3 separate regions of the Mus musculus genome follow, and all the other regions are linked to region 2. The links are chromatin contacts, called in public promoter capture Hi-C maps. All regions are on one chromosome and are shown on one strand. Each heading gives the region's core, a stretch centred on a gene start, on an enhancer-like site or on the middle of the called end of the contact. The rest is flanking DNA. Distances are from core to core; before and after follow the strand shown.

Evidence for each region. Promoter capture Hi-C pulls out the DNA fragments that hold promoters and counts their contacts.
Region 1: a contact with region 2 is called in a promoter capture Hi-C map of liver, with 3 times the contacts expected there. The contact joins the promoter of C87436 here to the promoter of Nat8f4 in region 2. A contact is called at or near these places in 1 of 39 promoter capture datasets (liver), 3 of 115 datasets of contacts at active chromatin or transcription factors (double positive thymocytes, effector CD8 T cells and memory CD8 T cells) and 2 of 9 other capture datasets (adipose tissue and liver).
Region 3: a contact with region 2 is called in a promoter capture Hi-C map of pre-B cells, with 6 times the contacts expected there. The contact joins the promoter of 4933423K11Rik here to the promoter of Nat8f4 in region 2. A contact is called at or near these places in 4 of 39 promoter capture datasets (the HPC-7 cell line, cranial neural crest, erythroid cells and 1 more), 1 of 115 datasets of contacts at active chromatin or transcription factors (pancreatic cancer cells) and 1 of 9 other capture datasets (embryonic stem cells).

What each region holds. Positions count from the first base shown.
Region 1 is chr6:86,436,324-86,440,101 of GRCm38.p6, forward strand. It overlaps C87436 (expressed sequence C87436), which reads left to right and starts at 2,351. Exons shown (of 10, transcript NM_001364557.1): 1 at 2,351-2,524.
Region 2 is chr6:85,902,792-85,906,402 of GRCm38.p6, forward strand. Nat8f4 (N-acetyltransferase 8 (GCN5-related) family member 4) reads right to left here and starts at 2,147. Exons shown (of 4, transcript NM_029331.3): 1 at 1,921-2,147.
Region 3 is chr6:85,372,343-85,376,109 of GRCm38.p6, forward strand. It overlaps 4933423K11Rik (a long non-coding RNA gene), which reads left to right and starts at 2,512. Exons shown (of 4, transcript XR_869208.2): 1 at 2,512-2,880. It overlaps Rab11fip5 (RAB11 family interacting protein 5 (class I)), which reads right to left and starts at 2,292. Exons shown (of 6, transcript NM_001003955.2): 1 at 1,756-2,292. The coding sequence starts at 2,186.

The DNA of each region.
Region 1 (3,778 bases), core at 1,101-3,600, 530 kb after region 2:
ACAACGTGTGTCTGGATGCGTGGGACTGACACCACACTGCTCTCTGGTCTTGCAGCCCTCACATAAGGTTTGGGCTATATTTACCTTTTTCAAATGGCACATAGGAGATCACTGAAACTACAGCAAGCCTTACAGTGTCTGTCAAGTCATAGTTTAGGTTTATCCTAGAATCCCATCTCCATTCTTCTGCAAACCCTTCAGTGCCACACTGACTTGTTTCTAAATGAACAATTATTAGGGTGGAGACAGATCAAAGGTTGATATTGGGGCTGGAGTGGTAGCTCAGCTGTTAAAGAACTTGCTTCCAAGCACCCAAGTGGTAGCTCACAACCATCTGTAATTCCAGTTCCAGAGGATCAGATGTACTCTCTGTCCTCCACCAGCACCAGGTATGTACATGCAGGCATAATACCTATATGCAGTTTTGAAAATTGTTCAATTTTTAAGGGAAATGACAAAAGATTAAACTAATACAGGTTGGAACAAAGTAAACACTGGCTACTACTAGTAGGTTGACAGGAGTCAAAGAAGTCCAGTGTGCAGAAAGCAACTACTATGTGTAGTCAGAGCAGGGAGAGAAGGAAAAAGGGTAAGGAAAACAAACTTGAAATCACAGCTGAACTCCTGATCCTTAGAAGGAGCCAGGTCCTAGAGGAACAGGAATATGCAGGCCTGTGAGGAAACACTTGAGGAGGAGGTCCACTAACTAGCGGGCAGCTGGCGTTGCCTGATACCACTGGGACATACAATGCAATGAATGGCTTAACTTAATATCCTGTTTTTTGTTGTTGTTGTTTTTTGTTTTTATTCGAGACAGGGTTTCTCTGTATAGTCCTGGCTGTCCTGGAACTCACTTTGTAGACCAGGCTGGCCTTGAACTCAGAAATCCGCCTGCCTCTGCCTCCCAAGTGCTGTGATTAAAGGCGTGTGCCACCACGGCCCGGCTTTTTGTTTTGTTTTGTTTGTTTTTATCTGCTTTTTTTGTTTTGTTTTGTTTTTTGTTTTTTTTTAAATGTCAGTTGAAAATTGCAGCCTGGGAGAGCTTGGTGTGAGGACACCCAAGTTGGCTGGTTCTGAAGACAGGGAGGTGAGGATCACAAGGTCTTTCATGAACCACTGCACACTTAATGAGAAAGGAGAGAAACAGCATCCAGAAAGATGTTGTCTGCATGTCTCTCTATTGGAGGGCTTGACATTGAACTATAGAACAAAGGAGAAACACTTCCCAATGCCAGGCAAAGAAATGAGGGTTGATGCTCTCTGGTCACCACTTGAGGCAGTTGCTAGGAACTAACTAGCCATGTGATCCAGGTATAAATATGAATGCTTTTGAACTTAACAGCAAATAAAAATTGTGGCGAGAGGAAACATCTCTTTTTTTAGTTCCTTCAGTTTCTGAAACAATATTAGAAAAATCTGATCCCAGAAAAGGGCCACTGTAACGGAGAAAAGTAAAATTTGGCTAGAGCAAAGCAATTGTGCCTACAGCGCACCACCAGTAGGTGTCCAAGCTATGGGAACACACCGGCCTCACCTAAGGCACCATAGCTTTCCGAGTGTTTCTGAAGTGCGGTGGTGGCACATGTCTTTAATCCCAACACATTGGAGGGAAGAGGCCCGCGGATCTATGTTCGAGACCAGCCTGATCTACAGAAAGAGTTCCAGGAAACACAATATTGGTGCCGGGGATTTACGATTCTGAAGAACAAATATACATAAAGTCTATTTCGGCTCTTTCCAAGGGGGGAGTCGTTCAATAATGTGTAAGAGCGAAGCGAGAGAAAACCATACAAGCTCAGGCGAGCTCTGCTTCCGATTCCAGTAAAACTGTTTTCAGCACAGAATTGTTCAGGTTCGATGTACTAGGGACCACCGGGAAGCCCTTGCTGGTGTGTTCTGTACGTTTAGGTAAAGCCACAAAGTGTCAGCACCCTGAGCCTTCTCTGTAGTTTTCCAAAAGAGAGCACTCCCCTGAAATACTACAAATCCCATGGTGCCACTTCAGCGGAGGTGAGCGGGCCCTTGGCGCACGTGGGCTGATCTGACCAATAACGACCGTCGTTACAAGCAAACAGTTTGGACGTGTTTGTAAAAGTCCGTTTGTAAAAGGAGAAGAGACGCGGCGAGGGTCGTCACCAACGAGATTCCTAGAGTTGCGAGGCAGGTAAGGGGGCAAAGTGGGAGAGGCCAAGCACCGGCGGAGCACGGCTTAGGGTGGGAACAGAGGCGGAAAAAGTGTTCGGGGAACTGCGTGTCGGACTGCTGACATTTTTGCTGGGCCCTCAGTTTGACGCCGCCGGAAGTGGGCGTTTTGCGCAGGATGCCGGGAAGCGGGTCGCATGGGAAGTGCGTTTTCCAGCCGGCCGTTCCCGGAAGCTGAGCTTAGGCGCGCTCCCCTAAACAACACCGAGGAATTGTGGCCCGGACTCTGTTATTTGACAGTGACCGGGCTGATTCTACAATCAGTAAAGGTCTGCGAGCTGTGACGTCTCGATCCAACCAGACAGTTTTATTCCTAAAATGGGTAAATAGCGCCTCCACAGGATCCCTTGTGTGAATGCATGCACTCGAATACTTCTTTCTTACTTGGGGCGGTGTTCACGTGCCCAAAACAGCGTCCCCACACCGACCAGCTCAGCGGCCGCATGGGACAGGGGGCAGCCTACCGCGCCTCGGGTTCCCTCAGCCAGCGCCAGGCGCTGCTCACCCTCTTGCTGAGAAGAGACAATCATCGGGAGACCCTTCAGGTTTCCAGCGGAGCTCCTTCACAAGTCGCGTTCCTTGTGTATCCTTTTTTAAGACAGAGTCTGCAAGCCGGGCGTGGTGGCGCAGCCTGTCATCCCAGCACTCGGGAGGCGAAGGCAAGAAGATCTCAAATTCCAGGACAGCTAGGCTACATAACAGACCTTGTCTCAAAAAGAAAAGAACAAACTGGGTATGGTGACGAGCTCCTTTAATACCAGAACTCTACAGGCAGAGACTGGCGAGTCTCTGAGTTCGAGGCTTCCCCGGTCCATCCCAGGACAGCCAGAGCGATACAAAGAAATCCTGCCCCCTACCTCCCGCCCCACCACACCCCAAAAAAGGAAAATAAGAAAAAAACTCTGTAATAATTCGTAGTGATACATGTTTTCAAATTCGAATAGTAAAAAAAATGAGATTAAACCTCCATTTCTCGGGTCTCAAATTACTGCTGAGGAAATAGACAACTATGCTGTGTCCTTAAAGTCTTTTCTAAAAAAAGATTTTTGTGTATGCATGTGTGTATATCCAGTGTGTCAAAGGAGTTGGACTTCCCAGAATTAAGAGTTTTAGGCAGATGAGCCCTGATGTTACTGCTTGGAACCAAACTTGGGCCCTCTAAAAGAGCAATACACACTTTTAACCACTAGCCATCTCTGCAGCCCCATTTTCCCCTTTCCTTTCCTTTCAAAACCAAGCATAGCATACACAAAGCACTAAGCTTTGTTACTGGTATACAGATCTCAACTGTTTTTAATGGCTTTACAGTCGCATCTTACTCAGCACACTGTACTTAGTTCTTTAATGGAAGTCCTTTTCCTATTCTGCAGGTACAAAATCTCATAGAGGGATATCTGTGATTTGGATGCCAGCCTGGTCCACATATTGAGTACAGCCAGGTGTACATAGTAAGACCCTATCTTCAAAAAAGAGGTGGGAGCTGGAAAGACCACCCAGTAGTTAAGAATACATACTGCTCTTGCAGAGGATCTGAGTTGAGTCCCCGGCACCCATGTCTAGTAGCTCACAAGCACCT
Region 2 (3,611 bases), core at 897-3,396:
ATAAAAACCAGAGGATGTGGGAAAGAGGATAAAGGCAGTGAGGGTTTCAGGGGAGGACTTAGGATGAAGGCTCTAGGAGAGCTTCCTTAGCCTCTCGCCATCAGTCAGGGAGCTCTCAGGTCAAGGAGAGAAACAGAGATTCCCTGAGCAGGACTAAGGAGCAGCTTGAAGAGAATATGTCACAGTTTTGGAGGAAAGACACCCTACATAGAGGGGGGAAACATTAGGATGGGGGAGGAATGGGGGAGGGAGAGGAGAGGGAACAACTTATATAGTGCATGTAGCACGGACCCTTATAAGGAACAGATAGATATTGTTTTAATTAGTGGGATGCATGTACTGTGTGTGTGTTTATATGACTTGATACATATGTGAGAATCAATCAGGAGAGAGAGAAAGATGGCAGAGACCTCTCCAAAGGCAGGAGAGCTAGAGAAGGCCCAGGTACAGGGGCCCCAGATGGCTCACAAAGCAGCTAGACAAGGAGAACAACCTTGCTTGAAAGAAACCAAGCTACCTGAGGTCAGGCTCTGAAGTGAGTCTGGCAGAAACAAAAGGCATGACTTATGGTTAATTCACTCAGGGGTGTGATTTGCCACCATCTTGCATTCCATGATCTGTCAGCATCTCATGGTTTGTATGGTCTGAAGGAGAGCCTTGTCTGAGTTGACAAAGGAATCAGTTGGGTTGGCAGAGAACCAAGAGACACAAAGTTCACTGAGACCAGAGTGAAGACATTAAGACCTCTGAGCCTCCAACCATGTGGACATACATTTTGGAGCTAAATTGACAGTAGATTTAACAGGATTCAGGTGGGGCTGAACACCATGAGCACATGACTATAAAAGAATAACTAAGACCCTACTGGGGCAAGGCCATGCTTAGGAAACTCATGGCTTGTCTGTCCATGCTGCCTTCAGTTTTCTTTCATATGGTAAACCAGAAGCTGGAACCCAGGTCCTGGTGAAAGCTGCTGTTACCGACTGAAGGCAAAATGCTCCCTATAAGTTTATACATTTAAATATTGGTCTCCAAATGGTGTCACTGTTTTGGTAGGTTGTAGACTCTTTGAGGCCTAGGTAGCATTAAGTGGGACTACAGGAGTAGGCTACATGGTTATAGTCTACTCAGATGGGGACCTGAGTTCTGTTCCCAGCTTTACCCAGCAGCAAGGGCACATTCCTGCCAAAGCCAGAAGCTACTCCTGCTATGTCACAGACCCACCTACCCACCCATCCCCCAATACCCTAGCTTAGTCAATCCTCAGGGAAAAAGCCTATTTGTGGTCTCTTGTGCTACTGGAATTGAGTCTCTGCTGCAGAATAAGGATAAGAACCTGCAGTGGCAGGTCCTTGTTGCTTCTCACACATTCTGTCCTTGGTGGCCTCCTTAAGAGCAGTGCCTTGATCTTAAGCCATTCACTGCCTCCACAATGCCAAAAACAGGAGGTTTCACCTCGGTTTAACATAGTGTCCGGGAAAACTCAGTGTCCTGAGGAACGCCCCTCTTGGTTGAGGGTGTTAATGTGGCCCCAGTCTTCCAAGCACTCCTGGAGCTCCTTCAATCAAAAACACTCACTCACCTCCCCAAGTGGATGCCTCCCTAATTCCTCCTGAGAGCCCACTTGATAAGAGTCCAGAATGTTCTTGCAAAGGGCAGTGAATCTTCCCGTGGTGGTACTCTGTCTCCACCCCAGGGAGAACCTGAGGGTTTCTAAGGAGAGCCAGGAGGCTGGCTAAGAACAAAGGCACGACTCAAAACACCATTTCAATTTCCACCTTTTCCTGAAAAGCACCTGTTTTCCTCTCTGTCAGCAACTCAGGCTCTGTGCTGAGGAAGACTCATCGGAAGAAGGTGAGGGCGACACCCACCAGCATCTGAAAGACTTCCTGAGCAGCTCAGCAGCTCAGCAGCTCTCACCTTGGGCGGGAACTGTGTCTTCCGGAAGTGGCGGACTTGTTTCCGTGGGGAAGATCTTTCTGGGACGACCGAGACTAAAGGTGAGCTCCGCTCTCAGGAACTGACCCAGCGAGTGCTTCTCCTGCCTTGCGGACACTTTTCTCCTGAGATGGTGAGCAGACTCCTGGCCCAAGTTCACTGCGCCCCCTCCAAGGCCAAGTGTGAGAGCAGGTGTAAGAAAGGGGTGCGCGCCTCAGCGCTGCTCTGGACGCGCGGCGCCCCCTGGCGGCAGGATCCGAGGCTGAGGCAGGATCAGAGAGCAGAGGCCACTGAAGATCTTGTGCTTGTAGGAGTGTGTCTCTACTGGTCTCTAAGGCTTCATGCTCAGTAGGTACTCAGACTTTGCCTTCAATCACGATGTTTCTAATTAAAAAAAAAAACACTCATTTCACTACTTTAATAATCTTGTGTATACAACATACCTCGAGGTCATGAAACTACAGTCCATAAAGAGTCAGAGAAAAGTAAAACAACTAGATCAGTGTTACTCACCCACAGAGACCTGTGTGCAGAGCACATTTTCATTTGTGAGGATGCTTCAGGCTCTGAATAATTCTTATGATGTTTGACCCATGGCCAATTTGGTGGCCACCATCAGATTTCCCACGACAAACTGAAAAATGACGATGAGAACTACATGGAAAATATGTTCAACCACTTGAAAGGAAAGCTTGTATCTGAGAGAAAGGAAGCCCATGACTGAGGAAGAAGGCGGTCCAGAGATGTCTCAGACAGAGAAAACACTAGTTCCTTGTATTTTTTAGCTACTAGTGGTTTTGAAAGATATCTTAGCAAATGTCACTTCAATTCTGATATCATTGAAGAGGGTGGAAACAAATGTTACCTAACATCTCAAACGGAAAGTCATCAGGTTTGTCTAAACATTCTTCCTGACATAACAAGTACCTAAGCAATCAACACCGTTAGGGGCTGGGAAGACGAGGCAAGGAGTAATGCTCTTGCTGGACTCGCATGAGCACTGGGATGGTGAGAACCCCACACCCAGACTCTACTTGAAAATGCTGGGAGGGGTGGCAAGGGAGCCATAATCTACATGTTCAAGTCAGAGGAGGACTGTTAAGAGCTAGTTCTTGGGCTGGGCGGTGGTGGCACACACTCAGCAGGTGGGAGGCAGAGGCAGATGGATTTCTGAGTTCGAGGCCAGCCTGGTGTACAAAGTGTGTTCCAGTACAGCCAGGACTACACAGAGAAACCCTGTCTCTAAAAAACAAAACAAAACAAAACAAAACCTTCCACTGTGTGATCCTGGTGCTTTACTTGGCGTCCCTACCATGGAAAGAGTGGGATAAAGAGGTGGCAGGAACTCCTCAGTCAGTGTTGGTGTGAGGCTGCTACTGTCTGCACTACTAATGCCAGTGTCCAAGTTAGCCAGCTCCACAACACCTCTAATGCCCCACCACACTGTGAATGCCAGTGCAGGGATGAGCTGCCCCGAAGCAACCCTGTAAGCAATGCCAGTTACTAAACACATCCTCCACTTTGGCCTGTGTGCTGCTGGTACAGTTTATTAATGTGTGTCTGGAAGATGATTGGTGAAGCTCTTATTTTCTCCTTGAGGTGTGTTTGATCCCTGTGAGCCTCAGATCAAGAAAACAAATAAAGTGTTTCCATTTCCCAGGAAGGAAGTTAAC
Region 3 (3,767 bases), core at 1,262-3,761, 530 kb before region 2:
AACAATAACAACAGAAGTCCAAGAAGCTTCTCCCTGCAAGCTGGTCTCCCCCACCTGACCCTTTCAGTCCACCCGGCCCTAATGCTTACCCCATGTATAATGTACCAGAGTAGCTGAAGGGTAATGGGGCTATGGCAATGGGGAAAGGAAAGAGCTAAGGGAGCAGAAGAGAGCATTCCACCCCACACCCAGCCCCCTGATCGGCCTGGACCAGGAAGGAGGGTGAGGACACAAAAGAGGGAGGAAAAAGAAGAAAACAAGGACCAAGTTATACCTCATGACTCCACACCCAGCAACTAAACAGCAAGTCATGAGGGAAGGAGAGAAGCCAGGGGAGGGAGGATGAAGTCAGGTCACAGCCCTGCCTGGAATGTGCCCAGGTCTATCCCACCCCAGCCACAGTGGGCCAGCCAGGAAAGCCCTTCCCTAGTCATGTTTTGGAAAAAAGAAAAAATTGCTCAAGGTCAGATCCTTTCTATTCAAAGCCTGCTTTCCTCTTCGTCTGCACCAGGCTGAAGGCTCATCCCTCTCCAGCAAGCCTTCTTTGACTTACTCAAAACCAGCAAACCTTGCCTAGCAGTTCTCCTACGGAGGGACACCACTCTGCACCCATTCTCTGGGACCCCACCCAGGAGGCTTAGAAATTAACTGGCCCAAGCAAGCCACAGCAGGTGGTCAGCCCTGGGGACTGACTTCTACATGGTCCCTGGCCCAAACAGGAAAAGGTGATCCAAGTCTTAGGTCTTTTATTTTGTTTATTTGGTTTGGTCTTCAAGGCAGGGTTTCTCTGTGTAGCCTGGCTGGCCTGGAATACAGAAATACACACAGCTCTGTCTCTCAAATGATGGCGTTAAAGGTGTGTGCCACCACAGCAAAGACAAATCTTAGGTTTTGATCTTAACCCTACAAAGGACACACTCTGACAAAATAAATGTTTAACCTCCTACCCTTCCCAGGCTTTGGTGTCTCTGGCCTTTGAACCCAGCATTGGGGAGGCAGAGACAGTAGAATCTCTGAGTTCAAAGGCAGCCAGGTCTACATAGCATGTTCCAGGACAGACAGCGCTACGTAGAAAGACCCTGTCTCGAAACAAAACAAAACAATAAGAACTTTTCCTATCCTTTCTAGAGAAAATAATCCGGAGAACTGAGGGCATTATAACCACTGTCCCACTGACCCAAGCTGATTCAAATGTACCCTTCTTTACTCCGAGGTGGGCCAATGCTCTCAGTCCTGGTACCCTAAGACAGAGTCACAGAGTACGTCTATACGGTGAGGTGTATCCCTGAACGTTCAAAGGCCAAGTGTCCTGTGTAACCCCTGGGAAGGCTGGGGTGTCTCCCTTCAATCTTGCCTTGGAAGATAACACCTCACCTTCCTGCTTCTACAAGGTGAGACTTCCTCTCCACTACCTACAGGCTAGTCACCTCTTTGAGGAAAAGAAGGCAGACCCTGAAGTCTTTAAATTTCCCTTCTTGAATTCCCACAGCCTCAGAATCCCATTCCGAACTTTCCTTGGCCATGTACTGCCAACGCTTGGTCACTACACCAACTCCATCAGGCCTTCCAGGCCCACCAGGCTGCTGGGGAGACAGTCAGGGGGAATTGGGGAGGGCAGAAGGCTGAATGAGAAGTAACAAACAGTATACGGGTTTGTGTCCTTGAGTGGGAGGACCGGGTCCAGACGTCCCAACCAGCCCCGCCCGGTTAGGCCTTCAACCGTTTTTGTCCCTGCTCCCAGCGCCCCAGACTCACTGCGTGTGCTGGGCGCGGCCTGCGCGGAAGACCTCGTCCAGAGCTACGGTTGCCCGGCCCAGAAACTTGTCCACGCCGATGAGTGAGCGATGCATGGTGGTGAGCACGAGCTCGCAGGCGGCGTTGGGGCCGGAGGCCCAGGGCGCAGGGCCCGCATCTGCCTCCTGTGCCCGCAGCAGGCCGTCCAGGGCTCCAGGCGGTAGCTCGAACGAACACTCTTCGCACCATTCCGGGCAGCCTTGCGTCTTCTCCACTACCGAGGTGCTGTACTTCTCTCGGCCCACCTGGATCACCGTGTACGCGTCGCTGGTGCTGCCGGCGCCCGAGCTCTTGCCCCTCAACCCGCTGGCCCGCAGCACGGTCACCTGGACATGCGTGGGCAGCCAGCGGGAGGATCCGGCCGCCGGCTCAGGGTCCCGCACCAGAGCCATGGCGGACCCTGGGACAGAGTGACAGACGTGGCAGCCGCGGGATGCTGTCAGGAGCCGGCTCCCCCGCGCCGCCTGCAGCGCACCGACCGCCGCAGCTGCGGGCTGGCCTGGGCCAAGCGGGCCGCCGCCTCCCCGCCGCCCCGCCTCCCGGGCGGCCGGCCGCCCCGCGACGTCACGCCCCGCCTAGGCCCAGGCCAGGCCCCGCCCCCAGTTCCACCAGCATATAGCTGCCTAAGAGCTAAAGAAACCCAGAGAGGGGCGCGGCCTCTGCAAAGATGTGGGCGGGGCTTTCTCACTGGCCCAGCCCCTCTGGGGGAACCTCAAGCTCCCGCTGCTCTTCTAAAAGGTGACCGGTGCAGAAGGGCGCGGCCTCTGCGTGTGTTGGGGGAGAGGATTGAGATCTGGCCATGCCTTAATCACGACCGGATTCGCTTGTGCACAGTGCGGAACTGCAAAGGAAGAAATGGAGGGGGCTAGGGACGAAGGCCGCTTGCAGCCTCTGCAGAGAGGTGGGCGTGGTTACCACCATGGCCCCGCCCCGTTTAGGCAGCGACTCCAAGCTAGAGAGCCGAACCTCTCTGCATAACTATCCACCGCGCTCTACCTGGACAGTGTCAGGGTTTTCTGCAAGCTCCTGTACTCCTGAAAGCCCTCGCTGCTTCGAAGATCCATTCTGCTCGGCGTGGATTTGAGGGTAGATAAGATGCCTACTCTAGAGACCCCCTAAATCGCACATGCGCTCCCATTTTCAACTCTCTACATATATGTGATGACCTAGAGCCGCCGCTGGGAAATCACTGGAGTGGGACTTAAAACAATCTTTTTCTGCTTTGATTTTTCCCCCACTCCCTTTTTTTTTTTTTTTTTTTTTTTTGGAAACGGAGTCTCTTCTGGCTCTCCTGGAACCTGCTATGTAGATTACGGCTCGAATTGTTAAATTCCTGCCTCCACTGAGTGCTGGGATTAAAGGCGTGCCCACTGGTTTTAAAACTTTTGTGTGGCCAGGTGTAGTAGTGCTCACCTTTAATCCCAGCACTTCCACTTGGGAGGCAGAGGAGGAAAGATCTTTTTGAGTTTGAGACCAGCCTGGTCTACATAGTGAGTTCCAGGCTAGCTAAAACATTAGCCTTATATACAAACAAGGCAAACAGGGCCTTGTTGGTAGTAGACAAGCATTCTACCACAGGACTAATCTTCCACCTCTAAATCCATTCATACTTGCCTACTGTGTGTTGTGTTCTGAGAACTGCCAGCACACTTGTTTCATTATTAAGATAATGGTTAATAATTATGGATGCTGAATTTCAGCAAGAGTCGGCCAACAACTGACTCATGAGCTTTCTGTGCATGACCTCACTCATTCTTCAGAGCCACCCTATATGTGAATTTGGTTTCCCAGAAGGCAGAATTATAGGTTAGATAAATTTACCTAAGATGCATAACAAAGAAGCTGTTGTAGCACAGCCTATAATCCCAGGACTCTGAAGGCAAATTCAAGGCCAGCCTGGGCTACATGGTGAGCCTTTACTTTTTTCTGTTAACTTTCAGAGCCTACCCTTAAATTAGATTTTTTTTTTCAAT